Linked DNA regions of Neogale vison: region 2 is linked to region 1. A link is a contact called in public Hi-C data. All regions are on one chromosome and are shown on one strand. Each heading gives the region's core, a stretch centred on a gene start, on an enhancer-like site or on the middle of the called end of the contact. The rest is flanking DNA. Distances are from core to core; before and after follow the strand shown. Region 1 overlaps ARMC2 (armadillo repeat-containing protein 2). Region 2 holds the start of FOXO3 (forkhead box protein O3).

Evidence for each region. A called contact is a pair of places that touch in the nucleus more often than the background predicts.
Region 2: a Hi-C map of fibroblasts shows a contact between it and region 1, with 6 times the contacts expected there. The contact joins the promoter of FOXO3 here to the enhancer-like site in region 1. A contact is called at or near these places in 2 of 3 Hi-C or Micro-C datasets (fibroblasts and muscle).

Annotation. Positions count from the first base shown.
Region 1 is chr1:23,228,166-23,234,518 of ASM_NN_V1, forward strand. It overlaps ARMC2 (armadillo repeat-containing protein 2), which reads right to left. Exons shown (of 18, transcript XM_044244526.1): 6 at 4,700-4,776. Among named protein-coding and RNA genes, the nearest start is that of ARMC2, 43 kb to the right of the region's middle. Within about 2 kb of position 3,651, the one cell type or tissue checked has open chromatin away from gene starts, as enhancers often do. A contact at or near this core is called in fibroblasts, where this site is marked.
Region 2 is chr1:23,546,141-23,552,122 of ASM_NN_V1, forward strand. It overlaps FOXO3 (forkhead box protein O3), which reads right to left and starts at 4,700. Exons shown (of 3, transcript XM_044244534.1): 1 at 4,021-4,700. The coding sequence starts at 4,638.

The sequences.
Region 1 (6,353 bases), core at 2,401-4,900:
AAATTATACCTTGCCCCCTAAGCCCAACTAATTCCAGTTAGAACCACTGTCTTTTAATCAAATCACCCCCCATCAAAATAAGGTAAGGTCATGTAAAGAAATCAGAACTTTAAACTCTCCTTAGGACACTGCATGATGTCTTAAGCTTTGTAAGTGTTAGAATTTTTGTCATAAGACAAATGATTGTTTTTGTTTTTTTTTAAGTAGGCTCTACACCCAATGCAGACCATGAACCCATGACCCCAAGATCAAGGGTCGCATGCTCCACTGACTGAGCCAGCCAGGTGCCCCCATAAGGCAAAGAGTTGGAGTTATTTTTTATTTAAGCTTACTACTCGGTAACGTGGAATAAATAGGAAACTATAGATATGTAAAGAATAAGGATTCTGAAAACATTCAATGAAAACTTTTCTAAAAGGAAGGCTGGCAGAGAGGGTTTCTTTCCTATAGGAAATGAAATGGACACGTGACTTCAAGGCCATTGTCATCAGCGCCAAGTGAATTTGTGAACCTCAGTCCGAATCGCAGCGTCGGTATAGATGCCTTGGTTGCCCAGGGGTCTGGCTTCTTACCCTTTCTGAGCCTCATCAGTGAAACAGAGATGAAAATCTTTGCCTGTGGGGCTCCGAGAATTAAAAGACATGATATAGGTAAAGCTCAGTTCCCAGTGTCTGGCTTCTTGTAACACTCAATAAATGCGAATTTCATTTTCCTGATTAAAAAACAACAGGCCACCGCTGTTTGACGTTCATCCGGTGGCACGATACCACTGAATCAATGAGATTAGATGCTGCCCCGGAACGTCGTGGGTCCTAGAAGAGGGATGGTTGCCACTGGCTGGGCGCCGTAAGAGGCCACGTGCCTCTACTTCACTTTCATAGCATAATGAGGAGGTCCTCAAATTGTCTCCGTTTTCCAGATGAAGAAAGTGGGGTTCAGGGGCATTAAGCTACCTGCCCAAGGTCATACAGAGCCATAGCCCTTGCTCTTGACCTCTATGCTATTCCACCCCACAGCAGAATCAGTAAACTGAGAGGTGACTTTGGAAGGCAGTGTGAATCGTATTAGAAACTGCAAATCACGATGACATTTCACACAGGAAATACCCCACTATCTAAAGCACAGACTGTGTAGCCGGAGAGTCCCTCCTACCCCCACCCCAGTGCGGAGCAATGCCAAAGACACATTCCTCAGGAGCAATGCTAAAGACACATTCCTCAGTTTCCCTTCTCCCTCCCGCTCCCTCTCTCCCTCCCCATAAGGCCCTCTCATGGTGCCCAGTCTATACTGGTTCAGAGTCTGTACCTGCTCAGAGTAGACCTGATACCAATCAATCAAATGCCCACCATGGGTGCCTAGATCCCAAAATGTCCCCCAAAGAGTTAGAAATAATAGGGAAAATCAGAGTTTCATAGAAAGAGGGGAAGAGAGTGAGAACAATGAAAAGGCATATGGCCTACAGATTTTTAGGTTATTTTAACTTGGGGCGGGGGCCGGGGTGAAAACTGGCTGACTAGGGAGGCCCATTAAGAGTTCTAGAGTCCTAAAAAAAAAAAAAAGTTCTAGAGTCCTAAGTTCTAAGGTTCTAAAGTCACTGTGTGGGTTTGTTTTTTTTTTCTTTTTCTTTTTTTTTTTTTTTAAGATTTTATTTATTTATTTGACAGATAGAGATCACAAGTAGGCAGAGAGGCAGAGAGAGAGAGAGGAGGAAGCAGGCTCCCTGCCGAGCAGAGAGCCCGATGCGGGACTCGATCCCAGGACCCTGAGATCATGACCCGAGCCGAAGGCAGCGGCTTAACCCACTGAGCCACCCAAGGCGCCCCCACTGTGTGGGTTTGAATCCTAGCTCTGTTGGTCGACTGTGGGCAAGTTGCATCACTTTCCCTCTATAAAATGGGGTAACGATGGTCATCTCCGAGTACTGGGATTATGGGTTATTAATTTATTTTATGCGCTCCACATTTTCCAAAACCTCTCATTCATTTGTGCTACTCTTGAAAAGGAAAAAAAACATAAAATATGTATTAAACTTCCCAAGTATATGGTGATGATATCACCCAGGAGAAGCAGGAAAGCTATGCGATTTATCCATCCTCTCCAGTGCATGGGCCCCCCTCTAACCCTCCACATTAGAAAAATCACCCCCCCCGGACTCAGGGGGCAGTGAGTCCAGGTTTACCTTTTCTCAAACCTCCCTGGCACCAAAAGGGGTCCAGGCACACTAGGCTTGAGGAGCCCTTGAGCAGAAAAAGTAGACAGAGAGGGTATCGACAAAGCTGTAATTCAGTAGTATAGGTGTGCTGTCTGTAGTTTTAATAGCAAAGTTTCCCATCATTTGTCTAACGCATAAGGAAGAATTCATGAAATGCATGGGTGCCTTGTCTTTAGGACAACGTCAGTCCATATCAGAACAGGTTCACAATCCCTTAGCCAAAGCCTTTGGACCAGATGTGGTTAGGGAATCCAAAAAATTTGGATTTTAATGAGGCAATAGGGTGCACATGCTATGTAACACACACAGCATGTAACACACACAGCACCCCGAGTAGGGTCTTCTGGGGCGGCACCCTGCGGCAGGGTTCGTGCAAATTCACATGAACGAAACAAAGACGACTCTTGGCTTCCCATCAGCTGGGCTCAAGCATTGCCACTACATGAGTCCGAAAAACACTTCAGCTTTCCAAGCCTTCCCAAGCTTCAGTTTGGGGATTTCAGAAATGCAGATAATGGATGGAAGACCATCATCTCAGTCTTTTGGGTCATTACTTTTATGAGTCTACCCTAACTTTGATAAATTATAGGTATGGACTCAAAAAGTAAACCTGAATATTCAAGCAACCCTAACCCATGGCTAGTCATAGTCCCAGGTACATGACCAAGTCTAGAACATGTGAATACGGTCAGCATATATCAAGGCAAGTGAAAAGCCAGAAGATAGTAAGTCAGATAAATAACTTAATCACCAAATATTTACAGCACACTTAAAATTTACTAGAAATACAGACTCCAAGTCCAATAAGTTCAAATCAGCATTTTTACCTTCTAAGCAGTATGCACTTTAATAAACAGCTCTATGAGGAACAATGATTATCAATCTGTTTCTTAAGGCAAACAAAATCAATAATGCACTCACCCCGGGAAAAGTGAAATTACAGGGGTGAGCCAGAAATCATAGAGCACTTATTTAACCTTGGCAAAGGAAAGGCCCTTACAGGCCCTTCTGAATGGTTCTAAGATTGTTCCTTCTCAGAGCAGAAGTCAGCTAGACACTGTGGCGTAAGGGTTCCCTTTCAACCCTCTGCCAAGAACTGCATGGCAAGTGGCTGTGTCCAGCCATGACCTTTCCACGTCTCCACCCACTCAGGCACCCCCTCCAACGCTGCTTTCTGCAGAAATCCCATTTTATATAACTAAACCACTCTCCACTCCAGCAACTGGAGCATGGAATCCTGTGATTACTCCTGAAAATCTACAAAAACTAAGTAAAGTTTGCCTCAGTCTTGGGCAACAACCTAATATTTTAGAAAGCACTTTCATCTAGGTTCACAGTTTGCTAAATATAAAAATTATGATTCAACAGGAAATTGGGTAAGTCAAGCAGAAATTTCAGCATGTTTTTGACGATTTTGCTGTCTCAGTGGTTATAGTTTTTAACCACAGCTTTGAGTTCTGGACACAAAAACTTGACACAATGTTTATTGGCTGATGTTTTTAGCAAGTGCATGTAAAATCCTTAGCAACAATGCTGATGCGGAAATCAGTCTAAGATTTTCCTGAGTGTTACAGAAACTCCTATTGGCCACAGAAGTCATTTTAGTGATAAGAAATTAGTTTTGAGAGTAATAAAACATTTTTTCAATCTGATTTTAGTCTGGTTTTATAGAATGTCATGTCTGTAAAAAAAAAAAAAAGGTGTGAAAAACTAACAAACACCTGTGTGTCCACAAATAGTTTGGTCAAATACTAATGGTATTTTTATCCTCCCCTTTATTTCGAAGAAATAAACATTACAGATAGAGTTGCCTCCCCTTATCCATTTCCCCTCCTCCCTCTCCTTCCAAGGATTACCACCATTCTAAATCAGGTGGTTATTTTTATCATGTTGGATTTTACATGTCACCACATAGATCTGTATCCATAAACAACATATGTCACTGTTTTTGCAACTTAACATTTTCACGTAATATTGTTTGTACTCATTTCAGTCAATATTATAAGCGTGACTGCTATATTTCATTGCATGAATACATGTTGCCTCATTTCTAGCCTGTGATTAATATTGTTAGATATATTTTTTTCTCAAACAGATTAAAGACCCCACAGCCTGTCTTCACACAATTAATATAACTTCACTTAAGTGAGCAATGATTTTGAACTTCCAGTTAACTCAAGAATTACGTTAATGTCAACTTTTGCAACTTTCTGAATGCTTTTACAAAATAGTTTCTTTCATGCTCACTAAGACCATGATCTATAAATGTCTGAGGCCCCAGAGCTGGATAATGGTAAGAATTTTAAGACTGTTGTGAAAACAATAAAAATTTCTAAAAATAAATGTTGATGCGTGGCCAAGCTGGAAGAAGTGACTGGAGTTTTCAAACAGTGAGCCAACATGAGACATCTTGGGTGCAAATGTTTTTCTTACAAGTGGAGATGCTGAAGGTGAAGTTCTGGGCCTCGCAGTGTATGTGCACCTCACCTGCTCTGGTTTCCAGTCGGCTCAGGTCTGAGCTGTTGAAACAAGATGAGGCTCTTGAACGTCTCTTCCCCTGGTCCCTAGGAGGAAGAGGAATACAACAATGTTCAGCATAAAAACCAGAGCATTTCTCTTTCTGCGAGTAGAATCAGCTATTGGCAGATTGGGAAGAAAGCACAGAGGATTGCTTAGAAGATGGAGTTTCACACTCTACAGTCCTTTAATCAAGGTCTGATTTCCAGCTTAGATTTATCTATCAAAAAACAAGACAGAGGGGTGCCTGGGTGGCTCAGTGGGTTAAGCTTCTGCCTTCGGCTTGGGTCCTGATCTCAGGGTCCTAGGATCGAGCCCCACATAGGGCTCTCTGCTCAGTGGGGAGCTTGCTTCCTCCTCTCTCTCTCTGCCTGCTTCTCTGCCTACTTGTGATTTCTGTCTGTCAAATAAATAAAATCTTAAAAAAAAAGACAGAGCAGCTTCGTAGTATTAAATACAGTTACTAGAAACAACAACGAACAAATCCCAAATTTACTTCGTAAAAAAAAAAAAACGAAAAAAACCCCCAAACAAACTGATGAAGGATATATACCACAAGAGGTCACTGTTACAATAAGAAAGAACTCAGGTCTGCCGGACCCACAAAAGACTAGCATTTAAGAGCTGGAAGGGACCCTTTCTCTCTGTCTCTCTGTGCACAAGAAAGTTGTTCCCAAATTGGTCGGATGTGCCCCCAGGTCACAAACCAGCGTCAAATCTGGAGCCCCGATCTCACGATTTCCAACTCACAGCTCTTTCTACTTTGTCACAGAGTGCCCTGTTTCCACTTTAAAAAATGCGTTCAGTTAATATTCTTTGAAAAATGCCTTATTTTTCCAAATAATTGAAATGTGAAAAAATTAAAAGTACATTCAGGCAGCCTCCAGATGACAAATACTTTGTGTTCCAAATAAAAGAGTAGCGATTGGCCAATAGTAGGATTATATTGCCAGGTTGGTTTGGATTTTTGTTTTGTTTTGTTTTTAAGGTTTTATTTAATGTAGAGACTGTCCAGAAAGGATACAACTTTCCTTTAACTACAGCTAACACTTAAAAGTACTTACATTTAAATACCTATATACAATTCCAAAGTAAAAAACACTGAGTGCAAGTTTTACAACAAATTTTTGTCATCAAATAAAAGATTTGCTACAACAAAATCATAAAAAATGCATATACATGGGCCCAGGGTCACTCACAAACACCCACATGTGTGGCCCCCACACTTGTGTCAATGCAGTAAAAGCCTGGGGAAAGGCTCAGTGCTGTGTCTTGGCCCTTGGCTTGTACTGCTGCCCAAGGGGTTAGCTTCTCCAAACACCATTTTTTCCCAAAAACATGCCCCCTTTTTAAACACTTGATTTAGGGGCACCTGGGTGGCTCAGAAGGTTAAGCCTCTGCCTTCGGCTCAGGTCATGATCTCAGGGTCTTAGGATCGAGCCCCACATCGGGTTCTCTGCTCAGCAGGGAGCCTGCTTCTTCCTCTCTCTCTGCCTGCCTCTCTGCCTGCTTGTGGTCTCTATCAAATAAATAAATAAAATCTTAAAAAAAAACCTAAACACTTGATTTAACACTTCATATCATTTAATAGAGAAAAGATCAAGCTAATCTTTCCCAAAATGTG
Region 2 (5,982 bases), core at 3,450-5,949, 320 kb after region 1:
ATCTAAAGAACAGTGAACATCAGCAGGCATTATGTGGCAGGGGGCCCTCATCTTTTTACGCTGGGGAGAAGCTATAAGAGCACACGTTCTCACAGGAATGAAGACGTCGTCTCTTGCCGAATTACCCTCCACAGGAGCAGCGGCAGAAGTCGTCACACGCACGGGAGCCTACATTTGTGAAATTGTGAGAAACAGCACAGAAACTCAGGGCTGCCTCATGTAATCGTGTCCTAATCCCCCAGGAAATGCAGGTGTGTGGGTGTGAGGAGATGGAGAGAGATAAATAAGCCTTAACAGGTAAACCCTGGAATCCTAGAGGTCTGCCCCACAACGGGAGGAACCGAGAGAACAGAGCAGTTTAATTAGGGGTGGTGCAGTGCAAATAAACTTAATCTGAATTAAAGGAAATGTAACCTTCTCCCCTCTTAACCACATCTGACTATTCATTTCTACTTTAATGCCTGAGGTAAGGGAATCTGTGAGACAGCCATCACCTCTCTCTCTGGCACAAAATGTATCCGACAAACCTAGAACCTGAACCAAGAACTTCCTCCTTTTGTTAAAACGCTATCTTTTCTGCCCCCTTTATCACTTTGTAGTTCCTAAGCACGGGTACTGACAGACCGGATGGCTATACAAATGTAATAAACTCGATCAGGCTCCATCGATATTCCTTTTTCTGATGCTAAACTAATAACCAAAACGTTTTCAGACTGAGAGGCAAATACGCTTTTCAGGAAAGCATCTTCCACTTATGTAAGACCCACCCAATTAAAACCAATTTTCTACATATTGATAGTTTTTAAAAAGCTCCCAGGTGATCCAAATATATGCAACCAGGGCTTCAAACCACTAGTCCTTTTCTGATCTCCAAGGCCTCTTTTCTAATTCTTTTATCCTCTAATCTTAGGGTGATAATTCTGGTGACAGGATCTCATCATGTAATAGCCCAAAAAGCCACAAAAGAAGTAAGGCCCAAACCCTGCATACTGCACCATTGTGCACACAGGACTAGGAGAGGTAAACCTGAATTCTAGACATTTTCAGAAATTAAAAAGCCTAATGCATAACTCAGAATGAAAGTAGTGTGGTTTAAATGCACAAGCATGCTCTCAAAATGACTAATCATGATAGGAATCGACTCCTGAAACTTGGACGCATGGAAATGGGTCACAATTAGCTCCTGACCTCTCCCTTTTCCCTCTTCTTCCACCCCCACTAAACCACAAGCACAAAAAAGGCTGGCTATTAGTCATAATCGGAATATGAAACCAGCCCCAGTTTCAAAGGGCTTTCTTCATCATCAAAGATTTGGAAGTTCCTGCATGGGTGCATCTTTTGATGAAGGTCATCTTACAAAAACTCTTTAACTAAATTATATCCCCACAGTCTTCAAGGATTATCTGCCATGTGATACTGAGAAATAGAACTGATGTAAAATCTTAAAGTAAAAATAATTCTACTTACATAAAATAAATAAATATTTTACTTCATGTCCTGTATTAAGCATACTAAGGCTTGAGTTTTAACTTACAATATTTCATAAGTTTTAAAGAGAGATGAAATGGAAACTAATTTAACACTGTGTTGACTATACTTCAACAAAAAAAAAAGAGAGAGAGAGAAAGAGAAAGAGAGAAATAAGATATCAGAGAAGAAAGAAGAAACCATGAGACCCAAAAAAAAAAAAAGTTAAGGACATAAAACCACAAAATCTAGGACTAGGCCCAAAATTTCTATTGCAAGTCCCACTAGCTACATGAAAATACAATTAACCAAATCACAATTCATGGCTACTTTTGGTAATACTACTTTCCCACCTAGATTAAAAAAAAAAAATCAAATGCTATTAAGCAGTTACTCTCTTTAACTACAATAACAAGAGATGTTATTTGTGGGATTAAACTACTTGTGTAAACTTAAAAATCAAAGGAAAAGTGAAAACCCAACATTAAAAGTTAGTTAGGTAACTAACTTTCAACTAGCAGATTCTCTGCACCAAACTCAAAATACACAGGACTAATTTCAAGTTGGGAAATATGAAAAATATTCCAAACGCCTATATCCATTTTCTTAGACCCTGAAACTCACCCCTTTGACACTGTACCCTGGTATTAACAATCTGCTATTCACTTGGAAACTCAGTTTTAAAAGATATCACAGTAGCACTGCTTTGAAAAGGAATTCACGCTCAAGCTTTCTGTAAATGACCCTCATATCACACAACTGGCATTCCTTTGCAAAGCTATAAAATTAAAGCAAATGTAAGATTCATAATGTCAGCAGTTGTTTACGAAGAGATATGTGGAATAACTTCAAAGCACACATTTAGCTTTTAAAGTTTCTCAACAAGTCCTCTCCAATAGGAGCCATAAGAAATTTGGGGGGAAAAAAAAAAAACCAGCAACAAAGCAGATACTTTGTTTGCAAGGTTTTGTTTGGTTTGGTTTGGTTTGGTTTTAAGCAAATTAAAACTCTGAGGATTTCGGGGGGAGGTGGAATGAATGAGCCTGGTGATGGATGTTAAGGAGGGCACCTATTGCATTGAAACACTGGGTCTTATACACAAACAATGAATCGTGGAACACCACATCAAAAACTAATGATGTACTGTATGGTGACTAACATAATTTTAAAAAAACTAAATTAAATAAAGCAAATTAAAACTCAACACCCTAAATCCCCTAGTTTTTTTTTCACATACAGGTTCCTGTGTTCCAGTTCTCCACCAAGATTAAACTGTTCTTTCTGTATACACCTACTGGAACCCAGGAAGATGCAGGGCTCCCCCAAAAACCTTGAAGGAAAGAACTGAAGGAGGAAGGAACTATCTCATTAATTTAAAAAAAAAAAAAGATAACTTGCAAATAGAAGCAACTGATAAGCCGTAAGTGTCTCCAACTGTACAGGACTCCTCTGCCTGGTACAGACACATTCATGTCCTGGGGAAAGAGGCCAGGATGATGAGGTGCAGGAAGAGCAAAGCAGCTGGGTATCAGCAGCCCAGCAGGGGCACAGGAGTTAATCTGTTTGGATGCCCAACTGCAGGAAGTCATTACATCATAGGCCTTTCCACACCTCTCTCCCTACCACGTGTCCAGTGCCCCAAGAGGCTGAAAAGGAACAGTAGGGAGCCTCTCTTCTGGTTCACTTGTAGGGAGAAGCCATTACGGCCCAGCCCTGACACCACACCTCCCTGCCAAGGGCCGAGGTGAAGCTCCAGGCCTCGGTCCTCCAGACCTGGATCCGGCCTCAAACCTCGCCAGAGTCCAAGCCTCAAGGAGAGCAGCAGGTGTGGCTGGTCCGCCCGGAGGCCGCAGGGCTGGCCCGCTCCAGGGCTCAGAACATCTCAAGTTGGGGGGCAGGCTTACTGGAGAAACATCTCTAAGGAAGAAAGGTGTCAACACAGGCAAGTAAAGACATTCAGCCAGGAAAAGGTTTACAAGCACTGCTTTTTCTAGTGGGATCGTTGTGCCTGTGGGAACTAACACCCACAAGCCAGAAACTTCGACGCAAGGGTTTTCACCCAGCTAGTGACAACGACCATGCTCTGTAACCGACTGGAAACCACAAATCCAACCCCTCCTCCGGGTACCAAGTCCCAAGCACACCCCCACATCCCCTCACTGCACCCGCAAAGCCCTTCCCGCATCCCCACTACGGCTGATTTCTACTTCGAAGTTGGCGGAAGACCTACCTCGTCTGTGTCGTCCCGGGAATCCGGCAAACGCACTCCCGTCCGCCAGTCCTTCCCTCGCCGGTATCCCTCGCCCCCTCTCCTCACCCGCCCATGCCCGAGGCTTCCTGGGAAGCCTCCTTTCCCCGCCCTACCCTCCGCGGCCGACCCCAGGTTCCCCTCCTCTGGGGGTCACAGAGATCCCCCGAAACCTCACAGCGGAGGCTCTCGGTGCCAACCCTTCTCCCCAGCGCCCGCAGGCGCGCTCCAATGAATCGAAGGCGCGTCTCGCACTGCGCAGGAGGCCCGGCGGGTCCGGCCGCCCGCCCGAGGTGGGTACGCACCTTCCACCCCGCAGAGCTGTTGCTGTCACCCTTATCCTTGAAGTAGGGCACGCAGCGCACCATCCACTCGTAGATCTGGGACAGAGTGAGCCGTTTGTCCGGCGAGCTCTCGATGGCGCGAGTGATCAGGTCGGCGTAGGACAGGTTCCCCCAGGCGTTCCGCCGCGACGAGCATTTCCTCGGCTGCCCCGAGCCCCCAGCCGCCCCCGGCTGCGGCGGCGGTAGTGGCTGCTGAGGCTGCAGCGGCGTCTGCGTCCCCCCGCTCAGCGCGCCTGCCGCGGGGGCTGGCCCGGAGCCGGGGTCCTGCCCTCCGGGAGCGAGCAACCGGGCCGAGTCTTCAAGGAGCAGCCCGGAGCCTAGCGCGCCGCTCCCGCCGCCGCCGATCGCCATGGCCGAACCGGCCCTACCGCTGCCGTCCTCGTCGTCTTCATCGTCCTCCTCTTCGGGGATCATGGAATCGGCGGCCGTCTCCCCCGAGGGTTTGGCCGGGCTCCCCTGGAGCTCTGGCCTCTGCAGGGGCCACGTACAGGAGCGCGGCCGGCTCTGGGGTTCGAACTCCGGGTCCAGCTCCACTTCGAGCGGAGAGAGCGGGGCCGGGGAGGCCGGTGCCTCTGCCATCTTCGCCGCCCGCCCGCGGCTCGGGCTCTCGCGCTCGCCTCTCGCGCCGGGGCGGGGTGCGGCGGGGGAGGGACGGGGGCGCCGCGAAGGCTCGGGCTCCCAGGAGTCGTTGCCGCTACTGCCGCCGCCTGGGGAAGCACGAGAGAAGAGAGAAGGAGAGTTGGTTATCCCGGGCTGGAGCCCAGTCCTCCGCGACTCCGCGCCCGCCGCCGCCGCCAGGCAGACCTGGAGACGTGCGTCCCGCGAACCTGGCGCCGCAGACACCGCCCCCTGGCCAGGCCGCGGGGGAGCCGGGAGCGAATCGACGGGCTCGCACGGGGCAGCCCCCTCCCCCCGCCACCGGGGCCGCCCGATCTGCAGGTCCCTCCCGGGCTAGGTGGCTGGGCGGGGAAGAAGGGGGAGGGGCGGGGGCGGGGGGAGGGGCGCGAGCCGCGCCTTTAAAGCGGGCAGCGGCCAGAGCTGGCGCAGCCGAGCCGCGGTCGGAGCCCGGGCGGGCGTGCGTTTGTTTATGTTTCGCTCCGGCCCGCTCAAGTGCCTCCCGCGGCGCCGCAGCCAAAGTCTGTGGCGTCTTCCGCTCTTCTCCTGGTCCCCGGCCCTGCCGCCTCCGCGCCCCCTTGTACCCCCTTCTCCCCGCGGAGGGACCCGAGTCCGGGGACAGCGCGGGCAGCCCGCTTCTCCCCTCTTCGCCCGCGGGCCAGGAGGACGAACGTAGGTCCGAGCGCGAACTGGCTCCTGTCACTTCCAGAAAAAAGACGGGAAGCAGGGGGGGCAACCAGCGCGGCGGGTGTTTGCAAAGGGCCAAGCCAAGCAGGCACGACCACTTTGGGGGTCTGTATGGTTTATTTGCCCGCAGGCGCTGCACCCTCCACCCCCTTCCCAGGAAAGGACGGGGGGAGGGGGTAAGTCGGAACATAAATCTTCCAACAGGTCAGGAAGCGCCAAGTCTCCCAGGCTACCAGAAAACCCGGACCAGCACGTTCATCACCTCCTTGCTCCCGCTGCTGCCATCTTGACAGTTTTCCCCCCTTCACTCAAGTCCTTTAAAAATACTAACTGGAGGGAAGGGGGGCGCGCACACCGAGTCACGGGGAGGGAAAAGGGAAGCGCCTGGCCCAGCTCGGAAGCAGATCCGGAGTCACCGGGAAGGCGACCGCCCCGCTGCACAGCTCCGGCGCCTACCTCAGTTCCTTCCCTTCAGGGACGAGGGGGGAGGACGCACAATTCTGCGCGGACCCGGGGCACCGCGAGGAGGGGGCGCGCAACCTCGGCGAAGGAGAGGCGCTCCGGCCGCCGCCGCAGCCCGCCTGAGGAAACGCCTGTCAGCCTGTGCGCCGCCGCCTTCCA